2 separate regions of the Columba livia genome follow, and region 2 is linked to region 1. Evidence: chromatin contacts called from public Hi-C data. All regions are on one chromosome and are shown on one strand. Each heading gives the region's core, a stretch centred on a gene start, on an enhancer-like site or on the middle of the called end of the contact. The rest is flanking DNA. Distances are from core to core; before and after follow the strand shown.

What was found. Hi-C and Micro-C count contacts between places; a contact is called where the count stands out from the background.
Region 2: a contact with region 1 is called in a Hi-C map of liver, with 4 times the contacts expected there. The contact joins the promoter of CARMIL1 here to the promoter of BLOC1S4 in region 1. A contact is called at or near these places in 2 of 2 Hi-C or Micro-C datasets (crop and liver).

What each region holds. Positions count from the first base shown.
Region 1 is chr2:99,346,835-99,351,045 of bColLiv1.pat.W.v2, reverse strand. It overlaps BLOC1S4 (biogenesis of lysosomal organelles complex 1 subunit 4), which reads left to right and starts at 2,029. Exons shown (of 5, transcript XM_065052971.1): 1 at 2,029-2,278; 2 at 3,366-3,437. The coding sequence starts at 2,072. It overlaps PARD6G (par-6 family cell polarity regulator gamma), which reads left to right. Exons shown (of 3, transcript XM_065052970.1): 3 at 1-1,025.
Region 2 is chr2:99,708,044-99,712,254 of bColLiv1.pat.W.v2, reverse strand. CARMIL1 (capping protein regulator and myosin 1 linker 1) reads left to right here and starts at 2,109. Exons shown (of 36, transcript XM_065052981.1): 1 at 2,109-2,374. The coding sequence starts at 2,335.

The DNA of each region.
Region 1 (4,211 bases), core at 780-3,279:
ATGCTGTACCTTTGGGGCAACCTAAATCTGCAAGGTCTTCCCTCACAAAAGATCGGCTGATTCCTGTACAGAGGAGGGATGCTGACTGTCAAACCTAACTTAGAATAGTTCTGTTATTTTTGGACTCTTCTAGTAATAAAGCTTAATGTCTACACAGGATTTCTAGAAACTTTAAAGTAAACTGGATGTTTGCCATGGTCAGACGTCTCTACTGGATGCTGGCTAGTGGGTAACCAGTGACTGAGTCGATAACTGTCTGTAACTGTCTGCTTCTGAAAATGCCATGAATATACGAAAGCAGTCTAATCTAAAGTATTTTGTTACATCTGGATCAGTGTAAGGAACAAAATATAAATGTTTTACAATGTATTTTTCTACTTTTAGCTTGTGTCATTTTCTTTTTGTTTTTAACTTTGTAGTACATTAAAGATTTTTTTTATATGGTGGAATAGACATTTCTTAAATATATTGTATGGATATGAAAATTCAGAAGTCTTGGTTTGGAAAATTTACATTCCATTTTGGAATCTGTAATGGCTGGACAAAGGATGCCTGGACTAATTCATTGTCACTAATTTAGAATACCTGTGGAACAACCAGTCTTCTGCTCATTGTTAAATATATTTGGGACATTGAACTTAGTTTATTTCTTTTAGATTTGCTTTTAAAGTTTTATTTTAAAATTCTTTCACTTTAATTAAACCTCTTCTAGGTATCACAGCAGTTAGAGCTGTACTTACTTTTCTCAGCACAGTAAGAATAGAACATTGATCTTGTTCATCTTAAAACTGTGTTTGTACTTTGCCAAAGGTTTTCTTTTTTAAAAAAATATAATACTGGTGCAGTAAAAAAATTAAGAGCTGGAGGTGCTTCGGGCAATCAGACCATCTTATCAGGAAAACTCTGTTACACCTTAAATAAGACTACTTTTATGAACAATTGATTTGTCTGTCTGAAGTTACTCACTTTACCATATTTAACTGATGAAAATGTGACCTGTCTGCAATAAAAAGTGCACTGTCTTACTTCTACTGCTATATATCCTTTCACGTATCCTCAAGCACATCTTTCCTCGTGGAAACAAGATACCTGGTTTTGATGATTCCTGGAATACGTAACCATTTCAGTAATTGCTTTTACCTTGATTCCTCTGGTGGTTGTTAGTGATACCAAGTTTCTTTCGGTGTTTTTTCCCAGTGCTGCTTGCTGAAGGGTGCTGGTACACTGATTCCCATGGGAACCAAGAACCTTGCTGTGTTCCTCATGGCAAGGTTTGTTTCAAACCTCACGGCTTTGAGGCCTTGGGGTAGTTCTGTTCTCTGGCTTAGTGCACACATGTGCCCAGAGGCTGCTCCCTGTGACTGTCCAAATAAAGGGTGCTATACAAAATATACCAACTCTTCCAGCTGATCTCAGGAGGCAGGAAACATAAGCTGCATCTCGCACACCGGTGTCAAAGTATTGTATCCAAGATGAATTAGCCAAGTATTGATGTATCAGCTTCAGAGCTGATGTTTTGCAAAAGAACTTATAAGGCTTGCAAACATTTTGTGCTCATTTGCATCGACTAGGAAAACCAAAACACAGTAACTTATATTTTTGTATGCACCATATTGATAACTGAAGTCATCTTATCCTAGTTGTCATTTTAAGATGAGCTCCTTTCCCAATCCAGACCATTACCGGCCCAAACCTCTGTGTAGAAAGGAGCCTGAGCCCTTTGGGGTCTGAGACTTAAGTTGTCGAACGGGGCTTTTAACGCGGGTGGCTGAGGGAGCCCATTAGCCCCCTGTAGAGAGCAAATCCTCCTGCGGGAGCCGCGTTTCTGTCCATGGGGGGCAGTTCGGGGGCCGGTGAGAGGCAGCGGCCCCCGCGGCTCCTGCGGAGCCTGAGGCTCGCACAGGCACCGCCGATTCGCGCTCTCGTTCCCGGCGCGGCCGCTTCCCCGCTCCCGGTGCGCGGCGGCCCGCACAGGCCGCAGGCCCCGGCCGCTCCCCGCGCCGCTGTGGAGTCTGCGCCTGCGCCGGCCCCGCCCCGCTGCCGTGCGGCTGCGCTGGGGGGCGGGGGCAGGATGGCGGCGGCCGCGGGGGAGGTGAGCGGAGCCGAGCTGCCGGGCGGCTGTCGCGGCGCGGACAGCGGGAACGTGTCCCAGAGCCACAGCAGCGCCTCCGGCCTCGGGGAGCCCGACGATGAGGACGCCTTGGAGGCGTCGCTCAGCGCCACCGCCGCCGCCTATTCCGCCTACCTGCTCGCCGACCGCAGCCTCTTCAGCGAGGAGGTGAGGGGACGGGCGGCCTCCGCCTGCCGGGCTCCCCGGGGGCAAGGAGCGTCTCCCGGAGCGGCCCGGCCTCGGCTCCGGCGGCGGGTGTGCGGCGCAGGGAGCGAGGCTGCCCCGGGGGGGGCGGGTGGGACGGGGGAGGAGGTGTCGGAGCGGGCGGCGCTGCGGGTTTGTGCCGGTACACCCGTGTGTCCGATGGCACCTGCGCTGAGCGCAGCCAAGAGCAGGGAAAGCTGTGGGACTTCTGCTGAGCTGGTGTGAGTCTGGCTGATGTCTGTGCTCAGGGTCGTTTGGAAGAGTCTGTGTTTTTTGTTGTTTTTCGGGGTTTGTGTTTTGTTTTGTTTGTTTGTTTTTGGGAGGGTGGTATTTGTTTGTTTAGGGGTTTTATGTATATGTGTGTGTGTGTGTGTGTGTGTGTGTTCAAGAGACAGCCAACTGAACATGAGCCAGCAGTGTGCCCAGGTGGCCAGAAAGGCCAACAGCATCCTGGCTTGTATCAGGAATAGTGTGGCCAGCAGGGCTAGAGAAGTGATCGTCCTCCTGTACTCAGCACTGATGAGGCCCCACCTTGAATCCTGTGTTCAGTTTTGGGCCCCTCACTGCAAGAAAGACATTGAGGTGCTGGAGAGAGTGCAGGGGAGGGCAACGAAGCTGGTGAGGGGTCTGGAGCACAAGTCTGATGAGGAGCAGCTGAGGGAACTGGGGCTGTTTATCCTGGAGAAAAGGAGGATGAGGGGAGACCTGATCGCTGTCTGCAACTACCTGAAAGGAGGTTGTAGCATGGAGGGTGTTGGTCACTTTTCCCAAGTAGCAAGTCATACGACAAGAGGAAATGTCTTCAAGTTGCACCAGGGGAGGTTTAGGTTGGATATTGGGGAAAAAAATCTTCACAGAAGGGGTTGTCAGGCTCTGGAACAGGCTGCCTGGTGAAGTGGTGGAGTCACCATCCCTGGAGGTGTTCAAAAGCTGTTTAGATGAGGTTCTTAGGGACACGGTTTAGTGCTGCAGTTAGGTTATGGTTGGACTCGACGATCCTGGGGGTCTCTTCCAACTGAAATGATTCTATGATTCTATTTCTGTTTTGCAGATAGAAAGCTTAGACAAGAACCTAGAAGATTTGCTGACCAGAGTGGATGAATTCGTGGGCATGCTGGACATTGTATGTATAACTTGCACATAGGTGTGGGTTTTTTTGAAGTCGGAATGCTGTTTAATACACTCTCTGTCTCATTTGAAAACATGAGATGGGAAGCGGCTTTTGGTGTAGGCAGACAAGTTCCAGCATGAAAACACACTTGATAATTAGATAACTCATGGATAAAAACTACTAAACTTTCATGGTAGAACAAAATATGACCGTATAGCTATATAACTGCAGATTTACATGATCCCGTTTGTATATTATTTATCCTTTACAGACATGAAATCACTTTGTGAATGGCATAATGCTAGATACTTAAAAGGACAATACAACATTTTGCTTCTGTTTTAATAAAATCCAACCTCTCTGGGTTTTATAATCAAAGTATGTAATCAGAGTTGCCAAAACTCCAAAGCTAGATTTCTCTTTAGGGGACTGTTTCTCACCATTTCATCAGAAAGGCAGCTTTGTTTTCACTTTCACATGGGAAGAGACATGGGAACTGAATGGGAAGTTTCTAAAAGCTGACACTGTTACACGACTATGTTTGAAAGCATAACACGTGTGGTTCTCCTGCACTACTCTAAGGGGAGCTTTACTGTATGTTTTTTTTAACAGATCACAAAAAAAAATGTGGCCTGGCTTTTTTTTTTTTGGTAAGGTTGAAGTAATGTACAGGTAGTAAAATTTAAGTAAAAGTTATAGTTTAATATATTCAATTCTCTACCATGTCTTGGGAAATGTTCCATCTCTTAGTTCTGATAGGGCTGAGGCAGCCTGTTTTTAATATAA
Region 2 (4,211 bases), core at 860-3,359, 360 kb before region 1:
TATCTTATCAAAGTTTTACCTGAACACAGGACATTAGACTCAAAAAGGAAGTAACTGCATGCAATTACACGGCCTTTCTTGTGCAGACATTGTGATCTGATTTTTTCCTCCTGGGTAGTAGAAAAGATGTGAACTTCTCAAGCCTATCTTCATTTCCTGCCAAAAGATGCCCATGTTCTCAGTAGAAGTAAGCCTGCGTGTATCCAGCAAGCAAGAAACACAGTTTTCTGCTGAGCCGTGAGGCAAGATTAATGGGAAGGAAGAGATCATCAGGTATTCTGCATACATAGGAAAAGGATGCAGATACAGTGAGGAAAAGAGAGCAATGACCATCAATGGAAATGCAATATGGTGTATTCTGTATATAAATATACATACACACATACATATTCAGATAAGATTTGACTGACATTGCTATATATTAAAAGCACATAGCTTCTTCACTATACTATTTTACTAATATATTCACTTTTTGTTTATTTGCTTTAAAGGATGCCCTTATTTGATACATGTAAACAGCAAACTGAAAAGAGAGCATATTGTAGTAATTTTTTTAGTAATCCTGTCTATATTGGTAAAATAATCTCTGACATTATTTAGAGAGCTGGTTGGTGCCATAGGGAATCATAATAAAACTGTTTGACAAGTCACGCCAATTTCAAACTGCTCATCATGTTTCTTCTGAAGACCAGGGTACACAGCAGTCCCTGGGAAACAGAGTGTGGCAGTATGGTATTGTACCAGCAAAAAACCCTGTTCTTGGATGAATGCTGTTGCTCTCACTGAATGCATTCCAGCTTTCCTGATCAGACATAGATGACTTGGATCTCCCAGATCCGTCACTCACTTGCAGAGTGCTTGAAATATGAGGTTTATGCAGTAATCCACCCCTTTAGGATGGAGGGCAGCCAATCACAGTCCTGCTGCAGTGAAAATGATCCTTTCACTGTAACTGTGTGTGCATCGCTACCAGAAGCAAAACGAAGGATTTCCAGAGCTGCTGAGCCTCTTCCTTCGGTCTCATCCAATAAGCACCTCTCTCCTTATTTTTATAGCTGTAGCTAGGCAGCTTGAGTACAGCGTTTCTATAATGTGGCTGTTACACATGACAAAAATTATCAGTGGCAACGTGCAACAAGCAAAACACTGCATCTTGTGGATTATTTTTTTTCCCCCTGGGAATGGAGGCATGTTCGGTTCCCTCCAACCTAGCAGAGGCTGAGAGACTTGCCTGTCTCTGCAGACGGAGTTTGCTAAGCGCTCCCTGGTGCGGGCGTTATCTCAGAACAGGTGCTGAAGTGGCTGCCGTCCCTATGGAGATAAGGTGGGGGAGTGCAGGAGAGGCAGATGAGCTGTGGATCAAAGGTCACGCTTTCCCACGGCTTGAAGTGATCTAGCCTGGGCAATCCATCCCCTTCCCAGGAGGCGAGGGCTGGCTTGACGCTGACAACCACTCCCTTCATCCCACACACCTTTTTTAACGACATGAACCCAGATGAGGACTCCCGCGGTGCCTCTGCGAAAGACACTGCTGAGAAGGGCCGGGGCTGCTACCAGAGGCACCGGTGGCGGCCGGGGCCTGCGGCGGCGGGAGGAATCCGGGGCGGCCGAGCCGCTCCACTCGCGGCCGCCGGCAGATGGCCCCCGCCGCCGCCCTCCGGCCCCGCCGCAGCGCCGGGGGCTGCCCGGGCGGAGGAGGGGCCGTGCTCGCCGCGCTGGATTTCCCAGCCCGCTGCCGTCCTCCTGCTCCCTCCCCGCGGCAGGGCGGGCGCGATGGCTCCCTGAGGGTGATGCCCCGGGCCGCCGCCGCCACCTTCTCTGCCGCCGGGTGCTGGGTGGGCGCGGGCGGGCGGCTCCCGGCGGCTCTCGCGAGGTGAGGAGGCCGGGCCGGGGTGAGGGCGCCAGCCCTCCCGGGGCGGGGGCAGTCTCCGCTACCGCCTCCTCCCGCCCGCGCCTCAGCCGCCGGTGCCGGGCGGGGGGGAGCCGGGCGGTGCGGAGGGGCCGGCCGTGTGCGGGGGAAGGAGGGAGCCGGCGCGGTGGCCGCCGTGAGCCCGGCCCGCCGCGCCTGACGGCTGCCCGCCGGCCATTCCTCCCCTGGAAATGCCCCTCCTGGCCGCACCGGCAGCCGGGGGCGTCATGTAGCGCAGAGGCAGCGGGCTCGGCGGGGCGGGAGAAGCCCCTTCCCTCCGTCCGCGTTCGCCGCACACACGCACGCAGCGCAGCGAGGCGCACGGCCGGCTCTTCTCCTCCCCCGCCCCGCTGGTTGCATGCCCGGCTCGCCGGGCGGAGGGACGGCGCGCCGCTGAAGCAGCCCAGACGCCGGGCAGCGCCACCATGGCCGAGGAGAGCTCCGATGTCCCCAAAGAGTTGATCGGTAAGGAGCGGGGCCTGGCGGCGGGGACGGGGGGAGTCCCGGGGAAAGGTGTTGCGAGATAAGGGTGGTGGTGGTGGGGGGGGGTTAAGTTTGGAGGCAGACGTGCGCGACCCCCGGCTGCAGCGCTGCCGGGGAGGTCGGGGGGGGGGGATTGCGGGGAGTCGGGGGCTGCTGCAAGGCGGGGGTGTGCTGTAGAGCCGGGGTGTTCCGTGGGGGTTGCCTGGGAGAGCCGAAGGGGCTGCGTGGGAGGTCGGGGGGAGACTCCGAGGACCCGGCGGGGGGCGGTGAGGCCGCTGCTGCGTGCGGGGAATGAGCTTGCGGGGGCTGCGGGCCTGCGGCGGGGAGCGGGGAGGGGGCGGCGGGCAGGGACTGGAAGCGTGTAACTCTCCTCGGGCAGCGCGGCGCTCCCCGGCGTGTCCGCCTTCCGGGGGGGGTCTGCGGGTGGGCAGGGCTCGGGGGGTCTTCGGGGAGCTGCGGGGTCTGGCAGACGCGCAGCGCAACTGCCCCGTGTCGCCCGTGCCGGGACAGCCGCACCGGGGCAGGTCCGCCTGGCGCCTCCGCCGGACGCCGCGGACTGGAGGCTCCGAGCATCGTTATTTATTTCCCCCTCTGGGCTTTGCGCGGTTTAAGACTCATTTTCTTATGTGTGTACGAGAGAGCGAGGGTATTTGTAATTAAAGTTTTACGGTCGCATGCACACAAACCCCTGTGTTCCATGGTAACGCTTAGGAAATCATAGGTGGTGGTAAGATCCCTGAAAATACTGTCGTCGCTACAGGGGAGCTTTCGGTAAATGGGTCATTAACACAGTAAGTTGGTAACCAGTGTCATTTGGGTCTGGTGCTCTAGGCCTGGTCCTCAGCCACCTCGCTCAGGCCAAACTTCCTTTGGTTTTAGTTGCAGTTTTGCCTGTTGAAGAGAGATCTAAGCATCTGACCAAAACGAGAATGGTTTATTGGAAAATGTTGCCTTAATAACAGATGGAAACAGAAATTTATCAGGCAACAAGGTACATATTGCATTGAATACAGTCCTTACAAACCTCTCGTAGTTCATTTACGCTGTTGCATTTCCTTCAGTTTCATCAGCCGGTGCTGTTGGTGGGATCTGGTTTTAACATTTGTAGCAATGTTGGTAAAAATCTGGATGGAAAGTTGCAGCTGTCACAGTTTTGTTGTGTGGGGTGGTTTTTTTTTTTTTCCTCTTTTCTCTCTCTCTTTTTTTTTTTTTTTTATGCACAGACAAAATAGCTCTATTTTGTAGTCTTTTCAATGTGCAGACCATGAGGTTTGCTTTAGTCTGTAGCTGACTACTGAGAAGCGATGAGCTGGGAAGTGTGCAAGGTAGGAGTAGCTATGGTCAAAACCATCAATTTTTTCTTTTTTAAAACAGACAGGGATGTTGAGGTGCTAATACATGGTACTGCTCAATGTGGATCTGCCCTGTACTCCTGTATTCCATGGGTGGGGCGTGGTGCATATTACAAGGAAGAGCAAAGTGAACATCTTCATGTATCCCATCATCTGGTGGCTTTGAACAACTTTAAGTATTACCACCCAGTCCTGATGCATTGCACCCACCCAGCTTGCTTTGACAAGGGGCCTGTGGATCTGTTGATGTAGAATGGTATGATTTCTAGCAGTATTTTGGTGCCTGCATGTTAAAATTTAACCTTTTAAATATGCTTTTTGTATTAACCCTGTGTTTTGAGAACAGGATTGAAAGGATGTGCCTTAGCACTTAGTGATTGGAGTGTGGAGATTAAACTGGGGGTAGGAGTGTTTGAGCTGCAGTTTTTCTGCTGTTACTCACTTCCTGTATGACCTTTGTTGGGTCT